Linked DNA regions of Mus musculus: region 2 is linked to region 1. The links are chromatin contacts, called in public HiChIP or PLAC-seq maps. All regions are on one chromosome and are shown on one strand. The core of a region is the stretch at or near the end of the contact, and the rest is flanking DNA. Distances in the headings are between cores, read along the strand shown. Region 1 has its middle 11 kb from the start of Tmem94. Region 2 overlaps Evpl (envoplakin).

Region 1 (4,319 bases), core at 1,320-3,819:
CTGGGTTTAGCCTTAATTCAGACAGCCTTGGCTCTGTCTGGACAGGTCCAGACGACTGACACCATTAACACTTTGTCAGCCTCAGTGACTACAGTCATAGATAAACAGGCCTCAACTAATGTCAAGATACAGAGAGGTCTCATGCTGGTTAATCAACTCATAGATCTTGTCCAGATACAACTAGATGTATTATGACAAATAACTCAGCAGGGATGTGAACAAAAGTTTCCGGGATTGTGTGTTATTTCCATTCAGTATGTTAAATTTACTAGGGCAGCTAAATTGTCAAAAAGTCTTTTTCAGTATATGTTACAGAATTGGATGGCTGAATTTGAACAGATCCTTCGGGAATTGAGACTTCAGGTCAACTCCACGCGCTTGGACCTGTCCCTGACCAAAGGATTACCCAATTGGATCTCCTCAGCATTTTCTTTCTTTAAAAAATTGGGTGGGATTAATATTATTTGGAGATACACTTTGCTGTGGATTAGTGTTGCTTCTTTGATTGGTCTGTAAGCTTAAGGCCCAAACTAGGAGAGACAAGGTGGTTATTGCCCAGGCGCTTGCAGGACTAGAACATGGAGCTCCCCCTGATATATGGTTATCTATGCTTAGGCAATAGGTCGCTGGCCACTCAGCTCTTATATCCCATGAGGCTAGTCTCATTGCACGGGATAGAGTGAGTGTGCTTCAGCAGCCCGAGAGAGTTGCAAGGCTAAGCACTGCAATGGAAAGGCTCTGCGGCATATATGAGCCTATTCTAGGGAGACATGTCATCTTTCATGAAGGTTCAGTGTCCTAGTTCCCTTCCCCCAGGCAAAACGACACGGGAGCAGGTCAGGGTTGCTCTGGGTAAAAGCCTGTAAGCCTAAGAGCTAATCCTGTACATGGCTCCTTTACCTACACACTGGGGATTTGACCTCTATCTCCACTCTCATTAATATGGGTGGCCTATTTGCTCTTATTAAAAGAAAAGGGGGAGATGTTGGGAGCCGCCCCCACATTCGCCGTTACAAGATGGCGCTGACATCCTGTGTTCTAAGTGGTAAACAAATAATCTGCGCATGTGCCAAGGGTATCTTATGACTACTTGTGCTCTGCCTTCCCCGTGACGTCAACTCGGCCGATGGGCTGCAGCCAATCAGGGAGTGACACGTCCGAGGCGAAGGAGAATTCTCCTAAAATAGGGACGGGGTTTCGTTTTCTCTCTCTCTTGCTTCTTGCTCTCTTGCTTCCTGCACCCTGGCTCCTGAAGATGTAAGAATAAAGCTTTGCCGCAGAAGATTCTGGTCTGTTGCGTCTTTCCTGGCCGGTCGTGAGAACGCGTCTAATAACAGTAACTCTTAATACGACCAAGTTTAGCTGCCAGCAAGAGGTACAACCTTGACTGCCTCTGGAACACAGCTCCTATGTTCTCTCTGGAAACACTTCCCAGATTTCAACCTAATGGCATTGGTCTCTTCTTAACCACAGCTGATTCCTCAGCCCCGGCTAAACAAACACCACAGACTCATCACATAAACTGCGTGTAGGGTCTTTGCTTCCCTCTGAAATGTCACAAGCCAGGCCTCCGTCGTCTCCAATGCTCTCCACATTCTTACTACCGAGGCTCCTACAGGACAGCTCACTGGGCTCTCAGCACTCAATGGCTTTTCTAGCCCAAAGTTCCAAAGTCCTTCTTCCCACTTCTCTCAGAAATATGTTCAGGTCTGTCATGGCAATACCCCACTTCTTATACCAACTTGTCCTAATTAGAGTTTTTTTTTTTTAATTCTTTAAGATTTATTTATTTTATGTATATATTCGTACTCTTTAGCTGTCATCAGACACACCAGAAGAGACATCTAATCCCATTACAGATGCTTGTGAGGCACCATGTGGTTGCTGGGACTTGAACTCAGGACATCTGGAAGAGTAGTCAATGCTCTTAACCACTGAGCCAGCTCCCTAAATTAGAGTTATTATAGCTATGATAAAACTCCATGACCAAAGTAACTTGGAAGGAAAGGGTTTAATCAGCTTATGCTTCCACATCTCAATTCATCATCAAACAAAGTCAGGACAGAAACTCAAGTAGGGCAAGGACCTAGAGACAGGATCTGATACAGAGGCCATGGAGCGGTACTACTTACTAGCTTGCTTCTCATGGTTTGCTCAGCCTGCTTTTTTATAGAAGCCAGGACCACCAGCCTAGGGATGATGGCTCCAGGCACAATAGGCTGGAGCCTCCCCCATCAATCACTAAGAAAATGTCCTACTGGCTTGCCTACAGCCTGATCTCATGGAGGCATTTTCTCAATTAAGACTCCCTCCTCTCTGATGACTCTGTGTCAAACTGGCATAAAACTAGCCAATATATTACCCCACTTCATATTGTTTTGTTTTGTTTGAGATAGGGTCACTGTGTAGCCCTCGCTGACCTGGAACTCACTTTGGAGACCAGACTGACTCAAACTCACAGGGATCCCCATGCCTCTGCCTCCCGAGTGCTGAGACTAAGGGTGTGCATCATTGCCATCCCCAGCTCCACTTCCTATTGTACCTTGGCCCCTCTGAGTCATATATGTCTCTGGGCACCATTTATAGACCTTTTGAACATTGCTTCAGTGAACGTGAGCTGAGTGACTGACAGGTTAAAGGTCTGTGAGACACCCCTTTGCTCCGGACATTCTCCCTAAGTCAATTTCCTCTCTCCCCATCCCCCCCCCAAAAAAAACCCTGCTGAAAGAGTAAATGACTCATTCACAAACATGCCAATGACATATTCTAGAGCACAGTGCACAGCCTCCCCATTGCTCTGGGGGCCTCTAGCTGTGTCTTTTAAGGCTAGCCCTCCCAAGCAGCTAACTGTACAATCCTTCATTTTTCTGAAGTGTCTTTCATCTCTCTAAGATAGCCCCGGGAAGAGGTCTAAGGCCTTCCAGGAGAGGTTTCTCACCTCTGTCTCTTTTTTAGCCCTCAGCATTTTTTTTTTCTTTTTTCCCGAGACAGGGTTTCTCTGTGTAGCCTGGCTATCCTGGAACTTACTCTGTAGACCAGGCTGGCCTCGAACTCAGAAATCTGCCTGCCTCTGCCTCCGCCTCCCGAGTGCTGGGATTAAAGGCTTAGCGCTCAGCATTCTTACACAAGAAGGAGCCACCTCTGTGTTCTTAGTCCTTGCTTTCTAACCTCAAAGGCTACTACTGTGATCTTGAGGTCTTGGCTGGTGCTGTTCCTTGTCCCTGAAATGTCCTTCCTGGCCTCTTTGCTTCCCAATTGGCTCCTTATCACCTGTTCAGATCAGGCAGGCCTTGTCCCTCTGTTTTTTCACAACTGCCTGTGGATAAATGTATCACCGTGCTCACCGCCTGCGTTATAACTTTGGCAGAAAACAGTATTAATAATTCATGAGTCTACACAGTCTCTTTCTCTCCGCCCATCTGCTGGGGACAGCGTTGCCAGGGCCACAGCCAGAGCAGGAGAGAGGCAGAGCTGAGGAGGGCTCCTCCCTGGGTGATGGGACTGACCTGGGAAAAGATAGACAACTACTAGCACGCAGGATGCCTGCAGTTTTGGAGTGGTTAGTTTCAAGTGCGGGGAATGCTGATGGAGTTTTTGATGTGGTGATCTCACTGTCCCTGGACTGTCCTGGAACTGACTTTGTAGACCAGGCTAGCCTGAGACTCCCAGAGATCCACCTGCCTGTGCCTCCTGAGTGCTGGGATTAAAGGCATGCGCCAACACTACCCACCCGACCAGTGGTGATTTTTTAAATTTAATTTGTTCTTATTTTGGGGTGCACATGAGCTCCATGGTACATGGTACATGTTTTTAAATACATAAATAAATAAATAAATAAATAAATAAATAAATAAATAACCAGTCCTCTCATTCACTGTGGGTTTGAGAACGGAACTCAGGTAATCAGGTTTTGGATTTTGTTCCTGGTAGTGGGTTTTTGTTATTATTTGGTTTTGTTTTGTTTTGTTTGTTTGTTTGTTTGTTTGTTTCATTTTGACACAAGGTATCTGTATGTAGCTTTGGATGTCCTGAAAGTTTCTGTGCAGACCAGGCTAACTTTGAACTTTCTCTGTCTCCTGGGTAGTGGGATTAATGCCACACCCATTACCCCTGCACATTATTGTTTGTTTGTTTGTTTGTTTGTTTGTTTGTTTGTTTCAGTTTGGTTTGGTTTCATACTGTAGCCCAGGCTGGCTTCTTATTTACTTATCTAAGATGACTGTGAAGTTCCGACCCTCCTACCACCACTTGCAAATGCTGGCAGAATGTACAGCCAAGCAAGAACAGGATGTCCTATAAAAGAAGAAAGAGGGCTGTGG
Region 2 (4,319 bases), core at 543-3,042, 470 kb before region 1:
CCCTCAGGGACCTGCACACCAAGGTGAGCCGGGAGGAGCTCAACCAGGAGACCCAGACCCGGGAGACCAACCTCTCCACCAAGATCTGCATCTTGGAACCGGAGACCGGCAATGACATGTCTCCTTACGAGGCCTACAAGAGGGGTGTCATCGACAGAGGCCAGTATCTCCAGCTGCAGGAGCTGGAGTGTGACTGGGAAGAAGTCACAACCTCCAGCCCCTGCGGGGAGGAGTCTGTGCTCCTGGACCGCAAGAGCGGGAAGCAATACTCCATCGAGGCCGCCCTCCGCTGCCGCCGCATTTCCAAAGAAGAGTACCACAGGTACAAAGATGGCCGCCTCCCCATCTCCGAGTTTGCCCTGCTTGTGGCAGGGGAGACCAAGCCGAGTTCTTCACTCTCCATTGGGTCCATCATCTCCAAGTCTCCAGTCTGCTCCCCAGGCCCCCAGAGTACCGGCTTCTTCTCCCCAGGCCTCTCTTTTGGGCTCACTGAGGATAGCTTCCCCATCGCGGGGATCTACGATACAACCACAGACAACAAGTGTAGCATCAAGGCAGCTGTGGCCAAGAACATGCTGGATCCTATCACTGGGCAGAAGCTGTTGGAGGCCCAGGCAGCCACGGGAGGCATTGTTGACCTTCTTAGCCGAGAACGGTACTCCGTACACAAGGCGGTGGAGCGGGGACTCATTGAGAACACCTCCACTCAACGGCTGCTCAATGCTCAGAAGGCCTTCACCGGCATCGAGGACCCTGTCACCAGGAAGAGGCTGTCGGTGGGTGAGGCCATCCAGAAGGGCTGGATGCCCCAGGAAAGCGTGCTTCCCCACCTGCTGGTACAGCACCTGACTGGGGGCCTCATCGACCCCAAGAGGACGGGACGCATCCCCGTCCCTCAGGCTGTGCTCTGCGGGATGATCAGCGAAGACCTGGGCCAGCTCCTGCAAGATGAATCCGGCTACGAGAAGGATCTGACAGACCCCATCACCAAGGAGAGGCTGAGCTACAAGGAGGCCATGGGGCGCTGCCGCAAAGATCCTCTAAGTGGCCTACTACTGCTCCCCGCCATGCTAGAAGGCTATCGCTGCTACCGCGCGGCCTCCCCCACCCTGCCAAGATCCTGTGTGCGTTGATGAGGGGCTCTGCAGAGGGGGAGGGAGAATGCACACGTCACCTTGCCCTGGAGCTGCGTAATCCGAGGCAGCGGGTCCTCCTCCTGAGTGTCCACCTCACTGCGCAATCGTTTGTGGTGTTGGGCTCTGTCCCCAAATATGGGAAGTTCCGTTGTTCCTCCCCACCCCGTGCTTCTAATAAATGGATTATCTCTGTGCCGAGTCTCCTCTCATTTGGGGTTGCGGGGTCAGTGTGTCTGGGGTGTGAGCCCAGAAGCAGTACTGCTTGGGGATTCCCCCACCCCAAAGTATGTGTTGTGTGGGGTAGATGTGCCCAGCTCACCTGCCTGAGAAACAGAAGGTCATGAAAGGAGACCCTGGAAGCCCCATAGCCCCTCAGTTCCTGCCAGAACTGCCTCTAGCTCTCTGTGGAGAGCTTCCCTTTGTTGTCAGACCATGTCCCCCATACGAAGATTGACACCAAAAGCTCAGGAAGAAGTTACATTTATTTTCCATGTGTCACACAGAAGGACATCAACTGCCTATTTTTGATGACGCGACTACTTAGAACACCCTCAGGTGTTGTAACCACTCTTAGGATCAGAGAACTGCCCTGCCCCTCCTCCTGTTTAACTAGGTCCTCTGAACTGGAATTCAACTCTCCCAACAGCCTAAACCAAAAGACCAGCAGAGGGCACCCTCTCTCAGGGGCCATGCTCTGCAGCTGTGCAGTGAAGGCGAAGGGCTAGGGTCTCTTATCTAACCTGACACCTACTGTCTGGTCATTCAGAGGAGTTCTGTGCCCTGCCCCCAATTGGGCAGGGAGCACCTGCATGCCTTTCGAAAGTGCTCCATTAAATCCAACAAACAATACAGGAACTTGCCAACCTGTAGACGACATGAACCCAAGCCCCTCAGGGTCTGTTCTTCCCCAGAAAGGCAGAAAGGGAGGGAGGCAGCTGGCGAGGGTGTGAGGTGGTGGGCCCCACATACGTGTTCTCAGCGGGAGGAACGCCCTGCTGTACATTGTTGGGGTGCTAGGGAGTGTCCAGGAGAGAAGTAGGGATGGGCCAGGGCAGTCTTGGCTGAGATCCGCTGGCTGGGGTCATACTGCAGGAGTCGCTGGGGGAGGAAGGACAAGAGACTGTTGGGTGAAATCAGGGTAGAGAGGGAGTCCCTTCAACAGGTCCCAGGGGGAGGGAGAGCCATGCCTGAAAAGCAGGTCCCCCCCTCCCCCCAAACTGGAATTAGAGTTGACTATGAGACTCCTGGTATGGGTGCTGGGAACTGAACTCTGCAAGAGCAGCCATCTCTCCAGCCCCCAAATAGGGCCTCTTTGTTTGCCAGCACTGCATAGGCCAGGCTAGCTGACCTGTGAGCTCCAGGGATCCCCCTGTCTCAGGCCCCCATCCTGCCCTTGGAGCAGTGGAGTTACAGACTCCTGCTTCTGTGTTCAGCTTTAGGTACCATGACTGGGCCTCAAGAGCCTTACCCACTGAGCCACCCTACCCCCAGGCTTTGTGTGGTTCTGCAGATCTGAAGCCAAGCTCTCATGTTTATATGGCAAGCACGTTGCCAACTGAACCATCTTAGCCTGAGTTCCCCAGCGTTTAAGCCAGGTCTGGACGCTCCCAGAACTGAGGTTAAACAGTTAGTTTTTGAGTCCAGGCCTATGATTCATGGTTCCACCTGCTCCTGCTTGAGAACAGATGTCCAAAGAGTGCGCACTTGTGCTGGGGCAGGATAGACAGAACAAGTGGAGGAGGAGCTAACAGCCTAAGAGCAGGCCTATGCAGCTCACTCTCTGTAGTCACACACATAACCCAGGCAGGGTGCCAGGAAACAGCATTTGAAGGAAAAGTGGCTTTAGCAGGAAGTGCCTGCCATCCTGCTGGCGCTAGGTTGCTAGGCAGCACACATAGCCTTCTGGTGAGGTCACTTTGGCCTCGATGGCGGCCCTGCCCTTTCTTCCCTGGCCCAGCATGGGCAAACCCAGAAATGGGGACATCATGCTTGTGAGCAAACAGGGCTGGCTCTGAGGCCCAGGAGGCAGCTGAAGCATCATCAGTAGGGAGCCAGTGGTCCACAGGTAGGGAAGAGCTGCCCTGCACAGCCAGTCCTATGTGGAGACTGACCTGTGAGAGAGGTGCTATGGGGGACACTGAGGCAGGAGGAGGTGTGGCCTCTGCTCAGAGAACTGCTCCACCCAGATGGGGCAGGAAACCCACAAGAGAGTCAGACACAAAACAACAGCCAAGGCACAAAGCCAAAGCTAACTACTTTTGAGGAGTTTCAAAAGGGAGAGTGGACATTGGATTTATCAGGAGAGCGGCTCCTGACCGGATATATAGAGACAAGCCAAGTGTTTACAAAGGTCAGAGGAGTCCAGTCTCACTTGACTAGTTACATAAGAGGGTGGCTTGAAACAGGGGACCTTCTGCTGCTGCTAGGATGCTGTCCTTGTTTATTGGTACCTACCAGGAGCAGGTCCTTGCCTTCTGGTCCCAGACTAGGCACGATTTCCTCCAGCCCCTTCCTGCTCCATTTGGGGAAGCTACTCTGATAGTCAGGCATCTGGGAGACTCCGGGCCATGTGGCTTCACTGGGGGTCCCCAGGGTGCGAAAGATCCGAAAGAGCTGGTCAATCTCTGAGTCACCCGGAAACAGAGCTTTGCCAGTCACCTGGAGCAGGAGAGAAGTGTGTGCTCTGTATGACGCTAGTGATAGATGGTGGAGACACAGGAAGGGGCATTATTCACAAGATGGGTGTGTTGGTGCACACCTTTAATCCCAGTACTCTGGAGACAGGAAAGTGGATCTCTATGAGTTAGTTCAAAGCCAGCCTGGTCTACACAGTGAGTTCTAGGCCAGCCAAAGTTCCGCGGTGAGGCCTTGTCTCACAATAAACAATAAAGATGTCTTTCCCAGGGCTATGTTAAAATTCTCATCTTTTCTAGAACAAGGCTTGCCTCCCCAGCCAGCCCCATACACTCCTCAACCCACCTCTAATACAAGTATTAGCCATAGTAGGTTCCTGGTGGGCTGCCTAGTTCTGTGTAGCCCAGGCTGGCCTTGACCTACAGGAGATCCTCCTGCCTCAGTGCACCCCCTCCCCCCATAACTCCTGTTTCTGTTGTTGTTTATGCTAGACACGTGTTCTATCCTTGGGCTGCATTCTTAGCCCTTGTGTTTGAGGCTGGCCTTAAA

The links. HiChIP or PLAC-seq counts read pairs in DNA pulled down with a chosen protein or histone mark.
Region 2: a contact with region 1 is called in a FOXA1 HiChIP or PLAC-seq map of pancreatic cancer cells. The contact joins two enhancer-like sites.

What each region holds. Positions count from the first base shown.
Region 1 is chr11:115,751,916-115,756,234 of GRCm38.p6, reverse strand. No RefSeq gene overlaps it. Among named protein-coding and RNA genes, the nearest start is that of Tmem94, 11 kb to the left of the region's middle. Within about 2 kb of position 2,569, at least 34 of the 459 cell types and tissues checked have an H3K27ac peak or open chromatin away from gene starts, as enhancers often do. A contact at or near this core is called in pancreatic cancer cells, where this site is marked.
Region 2 is chr11:116,217,569-116,221,887 of GRCm38.p6, reverse strand. It overlaps Evpl (envoplakin), which reads left to right. Exons shown (of 22, transcript NM_025276.3): 22 at 1-1,329. The coding sequence ends at 1,133. It also overlaps the pseudogene Cdk3. Among named protein-coding and RNA genes, the nearest start is that of Gm33250, 5.5 kb to the left of the region's middle. Within about 2 kb of position 1,792, at least 134 of the 459 cell types and tissues checked have an H3K27ac peak or open chromatin away from gene starts, as enhancers often do. A contact at or near this core is called in pancreatic cancer cells, where this site is marked.